Linked DNA regions of Cricetulus griseus: region 2 is linked to region 1. Evidence: chromatin contacts called from public Hi-C data. All regions are on one chromosome and are shown on one strand. The core of a region is the stretch at or near the end of the contact, and the rest is flanking DNA. Distances in the headings are between cores, read along the strand shown.

Region 1 (3,810 bases), core at 171-2,670:
AAAGGGAAAGAAAAAAAAAAAAAAAAAAAAAAAACACAAAAACAGGAGCGATATGATGGAAGTTCAGCAAAGATACATGTCTCCTTATATTTTATGACACATCTCAATTTTATATTGATTTGGGGTCTTGCTATGGAGCCTAGGCTAGCTTCAGGTTTGCAACAATCCTTGTGCCTCAGGTTCTCAGGTGCGGGGAGTTCAAGGTTAGCCTGGGCAATTTAGTGAGACCCTATTTCAAAAATTTTTTAAACATTTTGGTGTAAGATGGCTCAGTTTTCAAAGACAGTGCCTTTTTCTCAGAACCTTCTCCAACTTCACCAGCTCCTGTCTGGCATTATGATCCATCCTCCTGCCTCAATTTCAGACTAGAGGGATCCCAGGATGCACTGCCATTTCTGGCTAGGAGCCAACTCTTAAAGGCATATGGTGTGGTAGGCCCAACCTTCAGGGCAGAAAGAACAGCAAGTGTAGGACCTGCTGAGAGGGAAATGAGAGCAGGCCACGGTGACCAGAGCAGAGGTTGTACAGAATAATAGGCATCGAAGCGAGAAGGCAGCCAGGGATGTCAGGCCACAGAAAGCTAGTCTACTTTATGTTATGCTTCCCTAGGGAGGTGCTAATTGTGTGGGAAGACGTTTGACCACGCTGAGGAGCAACCCACCAGGAGTATGAATAGATCCAAGCTATGACGGGAGATGGAACTCAAGATGTGTCTGAAATTAAAATAGGCTAGTCATGAAACGAAAGAATATTTATTTATTTATTTATTTATTTATTTATTTATTTTGGTTTTTTGAGGCAGGGTTTCTCTGTGTAGCCCTGACTGTCCTGGAACTCGCTCTGTAGACCAGGCTGGCCTCTGCCTCGTGTGTGCTGCGATTACAGGCGTGCGCCACCACCGCCGGGCCTATTTTGTCTTACTTTCAATGAGCAAACAGAAATCTCCGTTGAAAAATGAGGCTTAAGATCTGTGGAACAAGGGTTTGAGCCCTGGCGGCCATCGCGAAGTTCTAGCAGCCCGGACCACGGTCTCTCGCCACCCCTCACCCTGCAGACAACCGGCACAGGGAACGAGCGAGGACACCTCCAGCGGAGGGCGGTTCAACCCGACCAAAGCCAGACAGGAGCCAGCAAGAGCCGCGGGGCATTGTGGGAGGCAAAGGGGCCGAGGCAGCCGCGAAGCATTGTGGGACACCGCGGGGCCGACTCCTGCTCCCCGCCCCAGCTTCCCTCGCACCGCGCGCCGCCACGTTTCAGTTCTGAATCGCTCGAGGCGTCCGCGGATGCCGCTGACGTAACCAGCCCCACTCCTGTCTCTCACCTCAGAGAATAATGAGGACTAAGCCAGTGGCCGTGACAAACTTCCGGTTGTGTCTTCGCTTTACGGCCCGACGTTTTTCCGCTGACTAAAAAGGAAGTGGTAGCGCCGTTTACGACAGCGCCGGTCGCGGTTTACGGCGCCGGCTCTTGCGCGCGCAACTTTCCTGCTGTCTTGGTTCCTCGGAGAATCGAGAATATCGCAGTCTCTGACCCGTGCCATCTCTCGCCATCCGGGCCTGCGGAGCCCACTGCAGGTGAGCGGCTTGCTTTGCAGAGACCTGTGGACCTCGCGAGCCACCCTGGGCTAGGCCTGGCTTCGGGGGCCTCCCGGAAGAGCCTTCCTTTACGTCCTCTCCTGTCGTCGCCCCAGGGCGGGGCGGGAATCTGCCTTGGGTGGTCCCAGGCGCGACCCTGTTAGTGCAGGACACCCCACACGGTGTGGATCCCTCACCCGATGCTAAGCCCAGAGCCGTGGGGACGAAGTGTCCTCCTCCGGGGGCTTCGAACAGTTTCCGTCTCTGCTCCGAAGTGGGCGACTGAGAGGAGTGTGCTCCACCCTGGTGTGAAACCGAGCCCAGGACTTCGTGGCTCTTGTCTGTAGTGTCCACAGTGATCCGCACCGTATTGTGGTTAGTACAGCTGTCGCATCGTTTTAGTTTTCCCCTATCAGTGACCTTCTGGTTCTCATGTGCGGAAGCCAAAGGACTCCAAACCCCTGCCCATCCGGGGAGATGATGCATGTCAAGTCTTGGACTATCTTGAACTTGTGACAACTAAAATTACAGTTGCTTTTGAGGTGGTATTGTGAGTATGTCTTAAAGGCCCAGGTCGTCAGGCTGTCCCTAACTGCAATGTAGCCAAAGAAGGCCAGGCTTAGGCAGACAGCCTTGGAAACTGCCTTTGAGATGATGGGCAGATGGACTGCTTAAGTTATGAGAGCCAACTTTCTCAGAGATGATGGTTTGAGGAAGCAGTGGTGCCTATCTATCCAGCACAGTTCCAATACTTTGCTGGGGGCTCTTATTTCATGTGAGCTGTTCAAAGGCCACACGCTCCCCCATGTTCTCTTCCTACATACAGCTTAGCATAAGTTCTTATTTGGGGATGCAGGTCCCAAGTTTATTCCTTGTTGCTGTCACCTAAATATCTTAAGCTTTCCTATGGTGGAGCAAGGAGGAGAGATTACTAAACTCTCTGGACATTGTCAGAAGGTAAGACTTAGTCTAGGCTTAGAGACGTTGGGTATTGGGTGCCCAGGTGAGAGTGTTTTTGAGGGAACTCATCTCACTTTTATCATACTTCATGAATCTGAGGTAGCTCTGTCTTATGTTATTCTAAGAAAGAAAAGACAAGATGTGACAGCCATCAAGCATAAGGCATGGCCTCATTTCAAAGATAGTCACCAAAAAAGAGCAAGTCCTAGAATTAATGAGACACAAGAAAATGTGGCTGGTGTCGACAATGTTCTGAGTTTTAAGTGTTCTTAGAGTGGTTTACAAGAAAGCTGTCCCTGCTGCTCCAGAGCCCAGGGCTCTGCGCTTTGTGTGTGCCTCTGTGGTGCAGCTTCAGTGGATCACGGAGTGTTTGGGACTTAGTGGCCTTTCCTTATAAAGCTGTTCACAATGCTTGTGTTTTAAGGTTTTAGACAATGGCGAAGTTCATGACTCCTGTGATCCAGGACAACCCTTCCGGCTGGGGCCCCTGTGCAGTTCCTGAACAGTTTCGGGATATGCCCTACCAGCCTTTCAGCAAAGGAGATCGGCTGGGGAAGGTATTGGGTCCCTTCAGCTGGGGTAGCTACTCCACAGCTCCTCACATCCTTTTTGCTCTCTTGGTGGCTATGCTTCCTTTGGGGACACCAGCCAAAGGCCAGAGCGGGTAGCTGATGCAGAAGCATCAGAGGTGAAGCTGATGACGTGTTCACTCAGCCTCCCTTGCTATCTTGAGTTTCTGAGTCAGCAGAGGCCTGCTCACCTGACCTCTTGTCTTCATCACACCTAACAGGTTGCAGACTGGACGGGGGCCACGTACCAAGACAAGAGGTACACAAGTAAGTATTCTTCAGTGAACTATCCACATTTAGGCCTTGGGAAGATTGTTGCTTTGTTCAGTGAGCTCCACACTGAAAAGGAATGCTGATGATAGTTATTGGGGTATATTTTAAATGTGTGCCCTAATATTGGTTTTGGAAATAGTCCCAGAAGTTAAATTGTTAATTATTATAGGGGTGACAGCCAGACTCCTAGACATGTTGAGTGTGCTGCCGTTTGCATTTATTGCTTGGGACTTCCTGAGGCCATCAGTCAGTGGGCTGCCCCGGTTTTAAGGTTCTGGTAAAGGAACGTGCTTTTTTTTGCACATTAAGAGATTGGGGTGGGGAGAGATGCAGAAGAGGAAGAGAGAGAGTAAAGGGAGAATTACGGGTCAACCATTGGAAACAGAGCGCAGAAAGTGCTTTTCTTGGTGCCAGTTAGATGGTTGGAAGTAACT
Region 2 (3,897 bases), core at 278-2,777, 210 kb before region 1:
TGACACAGGCACCTTTTCAGAGAGACAGGTATTCCCTCTCTGAGTGTTAGCCATCATCCTGGGGTTCAGTAAAAGTGAGAAAGATGGGGTGGAGAGCTCTGGCCAACCTGCAGCAGCAATGCTGAGCTATGGTGGTGGATACACACCCACTCCACCCCAAAGACTTGTGTGTTGAAAGCCTGGGTCCCAGTGCCGGAGTTATAAGAACTAAAGCCTTTAGGGGAAGTAACTGGAGTAAAGTGATCACTGGAGCTCTGACTTCATCGGTGGATTGATGGTTAACTCATGTGAGAAATGGAATCCAGTTGCAAGAGTGTGTGGTTGGAGCTCTTCCTCCCCTCTCCTAATAGAAGGTGGCTATATGCTTAAATGCTACCATTATTACGATGTTCAACCAAATGACCAGACTAAACCTTTCCTGTTTTAAATTGTTTCTCTGTTTTGTCACAGCAACAAACCCCAATACATGGACAACTTGTCTCTTTTCCTTTCTCCCATGAGATAGATAGTTTCTACCTTTTTCAGAGCTCAGGAGGTGTGGTGACTTGCCCAGCCATATCCCATCACTTGGTGACAAAGCAAGAGAGGCTCCTAGAAAAGATGGCATTTACCCACCCTCACCTCATGAGGGACAACTTGGAGATGACATCCTTTTATCCACAACAGAAGAAGCCGAGTGAAAGCGAAGCACAAATCCACTCAACCATGTTACCATGGCCTCCCATCCACTCAGGTATCACTTTCAAATTGCGTCTAATTTAGATTTCATGTTTTAACTGGTACATTATAACAAATCTGTACTATTTACATATGTATACAGAGTATGAGTTTCCATCAGGACAAAGGTGACTTTGTAAACATTACTCCTTTCCATCCCGCTCCTGGAAGGTGAAACGCAAGGATGTTGTCCGCAGTCTCCCACTGTTCAAATCATACCGGGCCTTCCGGCATCTACACAGTAACGTCTTCCTCAACTTTCCGCATCTTTCCCTCCCCGCTATTTCAGCTTTTAAGGCGCATAACACGCTTTGGCTTTAAAGACGGCATTTTGCTTCTGGACATGAGGCAGGGGCTAGATCTGCTGGTGCTCCATTGAGCCTGGGGTCTGAAGACGCAGCCATCAGCACTGGGATCTCGAGACTGCGACTTTTTCTACTGCGCAGGCGCCGCTCTAGAGGCGTCGCCCCGCCCCATGTGGTACGGGTGTGCACTTCGCGAGTGTTCAAACCACACTCTAGCCAATCAGAAAGCCTCACTAAGCCCCGCCTCCAGCTGCATCCTGATTGGGCTGATTCTCCAAAGACACTGGAGGTGCACAGCGGTGATTGACATCGTCTGAAGCCATTGGCCAAGCCGAGAGCAGTTAAAGGCAGAAACCCCTCCGCATCGTCGGGCGAAGGAGACGGTTTTCCCCGCCTCCTCCTTCTATTGGGTCTCTGGAGCCTCCGAGCGTTTGGTAGCAACCAATCGTAGGACAACATGGAGGGAGGAGGCGGGTTGGTGATGGTTGCCAGGAGCCGGTTTGGCGCGACTCTTGGGACCAGTGGGACTAGTGGTTTGTGTCCCAACGCTACAGAAGGGGCCTGAACCGGAAGGCTCGGCAGGGATCAGTTCCGCTCCGCTCCGCTCCGCTCCGCTCCATTCCGCCGGCAACTCTGCCGGCTGCCTGGGGCCTTGAAGCCCAATGTCCACCCAACCCTAGCTCCCGGGCCTCCATCCATCCTTCGAGGCCACAGGCCCTGGGATCAGCTGTCCCCAAATTCTAACCCTCTTTCAGCCACCCTCCTCCCCAATCCCTGCTAGAGGCTGGTTACCATGGTGAAGCTAGCAGCCAAATGCATCCTGGCAGGTGAGTGATAAAATGCTCTTGAACGCGTGGTCTTCGGAGCCTGAACCATCCTAACTCACGCAGTTTTGGTTCGCGATTGCGTCCACTGTCTTTCTTCCATAGGAATAGTGACCAACAGAGTAGATTCCAGTAAGCGGGGAAAATTATTCCCTCTCCCCTCGGACACATTTGTAACTACAGTTGTGTTCCTCGTCTCCCTCCCATATTTTGAGACCATCTTCACCAGGTAGACTTACAGTACAAACATGGACGGCACCCCAAAGTTAGGCATCAGTGACGCTGGCCCCACCATCCTCTGATATGGGTGGGGTGGGTTACTGTGCTGCCCAGCTGAGAGCCTGGACTTGGAGTTTCCCCGGAAGTAAGAATCTCATTATTGTTGACTGACCTGGAAATAGCCTGTACAATGCCCAGAGCATGGATGAGTATTAAATAGATACATGCAGAGTGAGTGAGTCGTGGTGCTCACACCTGTGGACTTTCGTAGAGCCAGTCGGAACATTGAGAAGACCATTTGCTTAGCTTGTAGATAGACTGGTTAACAGTAACTGCATAGACACTACATGCTGTATTTCATTTAACCCCTTTGCCACAGTACAGCACAGCAGGGTAGGTTTCATGTGGTCCTGATATGACTGGGGCATCTAGTGGTGTTGCATAGGGTGAACCCCTAGGGAAGGTCATACACAGGATTCTTACATGAAGTGTTAGCCACTTTTTTGTTGTTATGACAACATACTTGACAGGAAGCAACTTAAGAGGAAGGGCTTATTGTGATTTACAGTTCCAGGGGACAGTCGGTCATGGTGGGAAAGGCACAGTGGCAAGAGCCAGCTGCTGGTTGGTCACATTGCATTCACAGTCAGGAAGTGGAGCCATGAGCACTGCTGCTCAGCTCACTGTCTCCTTTTTATCCAGTCAGGGGATCCAGCGCATAAAAAGGTGCCACCCACCTTTGGAGGTGACCTAATCTAGATAATTTCTAAGATATGCCCGGCCCATGATTCTTTTTTGCAATCAAGAAATTAGCAAGCAGGGGGTGGTGTCATTGAATCTTTATCCTACAGACTGAGAATGGGGGATAGTTCCCTTAATGACTGTTCTAATTTGAAAACAAAAGGGTCACACAGAAAGATGAGTGACAGTCGTGACTCAGACCCTCTTGCAGCAGAAAGAACCCTAGCTCTCCAGAGTGCCTCTGGTTCCCAGAGCACCAGGGGAGGCAGTATTGTGTAACAAAAGGATGTTGGTCAGTCCTTTCTCCCTGGCTCTGTTGCCTTGGACAGCATTCAGCGTCTGCATGGGTAAGTTGGGGACATTTTCATTTTTCTAAAGTTAAGTTTCTTTCTAAGTGGGCGGCTCTGCCTGCTGTTCTCTGCTTGTTCCTCGTTAGCTGGTGAGCTCTCAAGAAGCAAGAAGCTCTTGTCATGAGCCATTCTCCTGAGACTTGCTGTGTGCTGGCCCCACGTCACACCCTCAGGGCAAGTCTTCTGCAGAGCCCTCACAGCCACCAGACAGTCCTATGTCATCCTGTGTAAGATGAGGCAAGCAAGGCCCAGAGCAATGAAGACACTTGTCCTAGGTCTGGACCCAGGCACTGTGCCTGCCACATGATTCCAGCCCCAGCCAGAGTCAGTAGTGGCTCCTGGTCTCCACTCCAACCTGATCCTCAGTCTACAGCTTCTAGTTAAGTCCTTCAGGGTATCTCCCGTTGGGAGCCTCCAGGTACCAACAGACCCCAGTGGAACCACATTCAGATCCTTAATCTCCATACCTCCCTTGCCACACACACGCCCCTACCTAGCTTTTTCTTCTCAGCCCTCATATGTTCTCTCATATATAACCAGTCCACATGTGTAGTCACTCAGCAGATGTTCGCTGAGCATCTGCTGTGTTGGGTCACCATGCAAGGTGCAGTTGACCCAACTCCCTCACCAGGAAGAACCCAGATGTGCAGGTGTGAACCGTGGGCCCTTCATGTGTCAGGCTCTGAGGAGTGCCTCAGACACAGCTGCCACTTCTTTGGCTTGAGATGGAGGGGGGATAAA

What was found. Hi-C and Micro-C count contacts between places; a contact is called where the count stands out from the background.
Region 2: a contact with region 1 is called in a Hi-C map of fibroblasts, with 4 times the contacts expected there. The contact joins the promoter of Ift27 here to the promoter of Eif3d in region 1. A contact is called at or near these places in 3 of 8 Hi-C or Micro-C datasets (the CHL-YN cell line, the CHO-K1 cell line and fibroblasts).

What each region holds. Positions count from the first base shown.
Region 1 is chr2:375,067,904-375,071,713 of CriGri-PICRH-1.0, reverse strand. It overlaps Eif3d (eukaryotic translation initiation factor 3 subunit D), which reads left to right and starts at 1,420. Exons shown (of 15, transcript XM_027403921.2): 1 at 1,420-1,574; 2 at 2,959-3,091; 3 at 3,325-3,370. The coding sequence starts at 2,969.
Region 2 is chr2:375,282,540-375,286,436 of CriGri-PICRH-1.0, reverse strand. It overlaps Ift27 (intraflagellar transport protein 27 homolog), which reads left to right and starts at 1,527. Exons shown (of 8, transcript XM_035440745.1): 1 at 1,527-1,762; 2 at 1,800-1,849. The coding sequence starts at 1,816.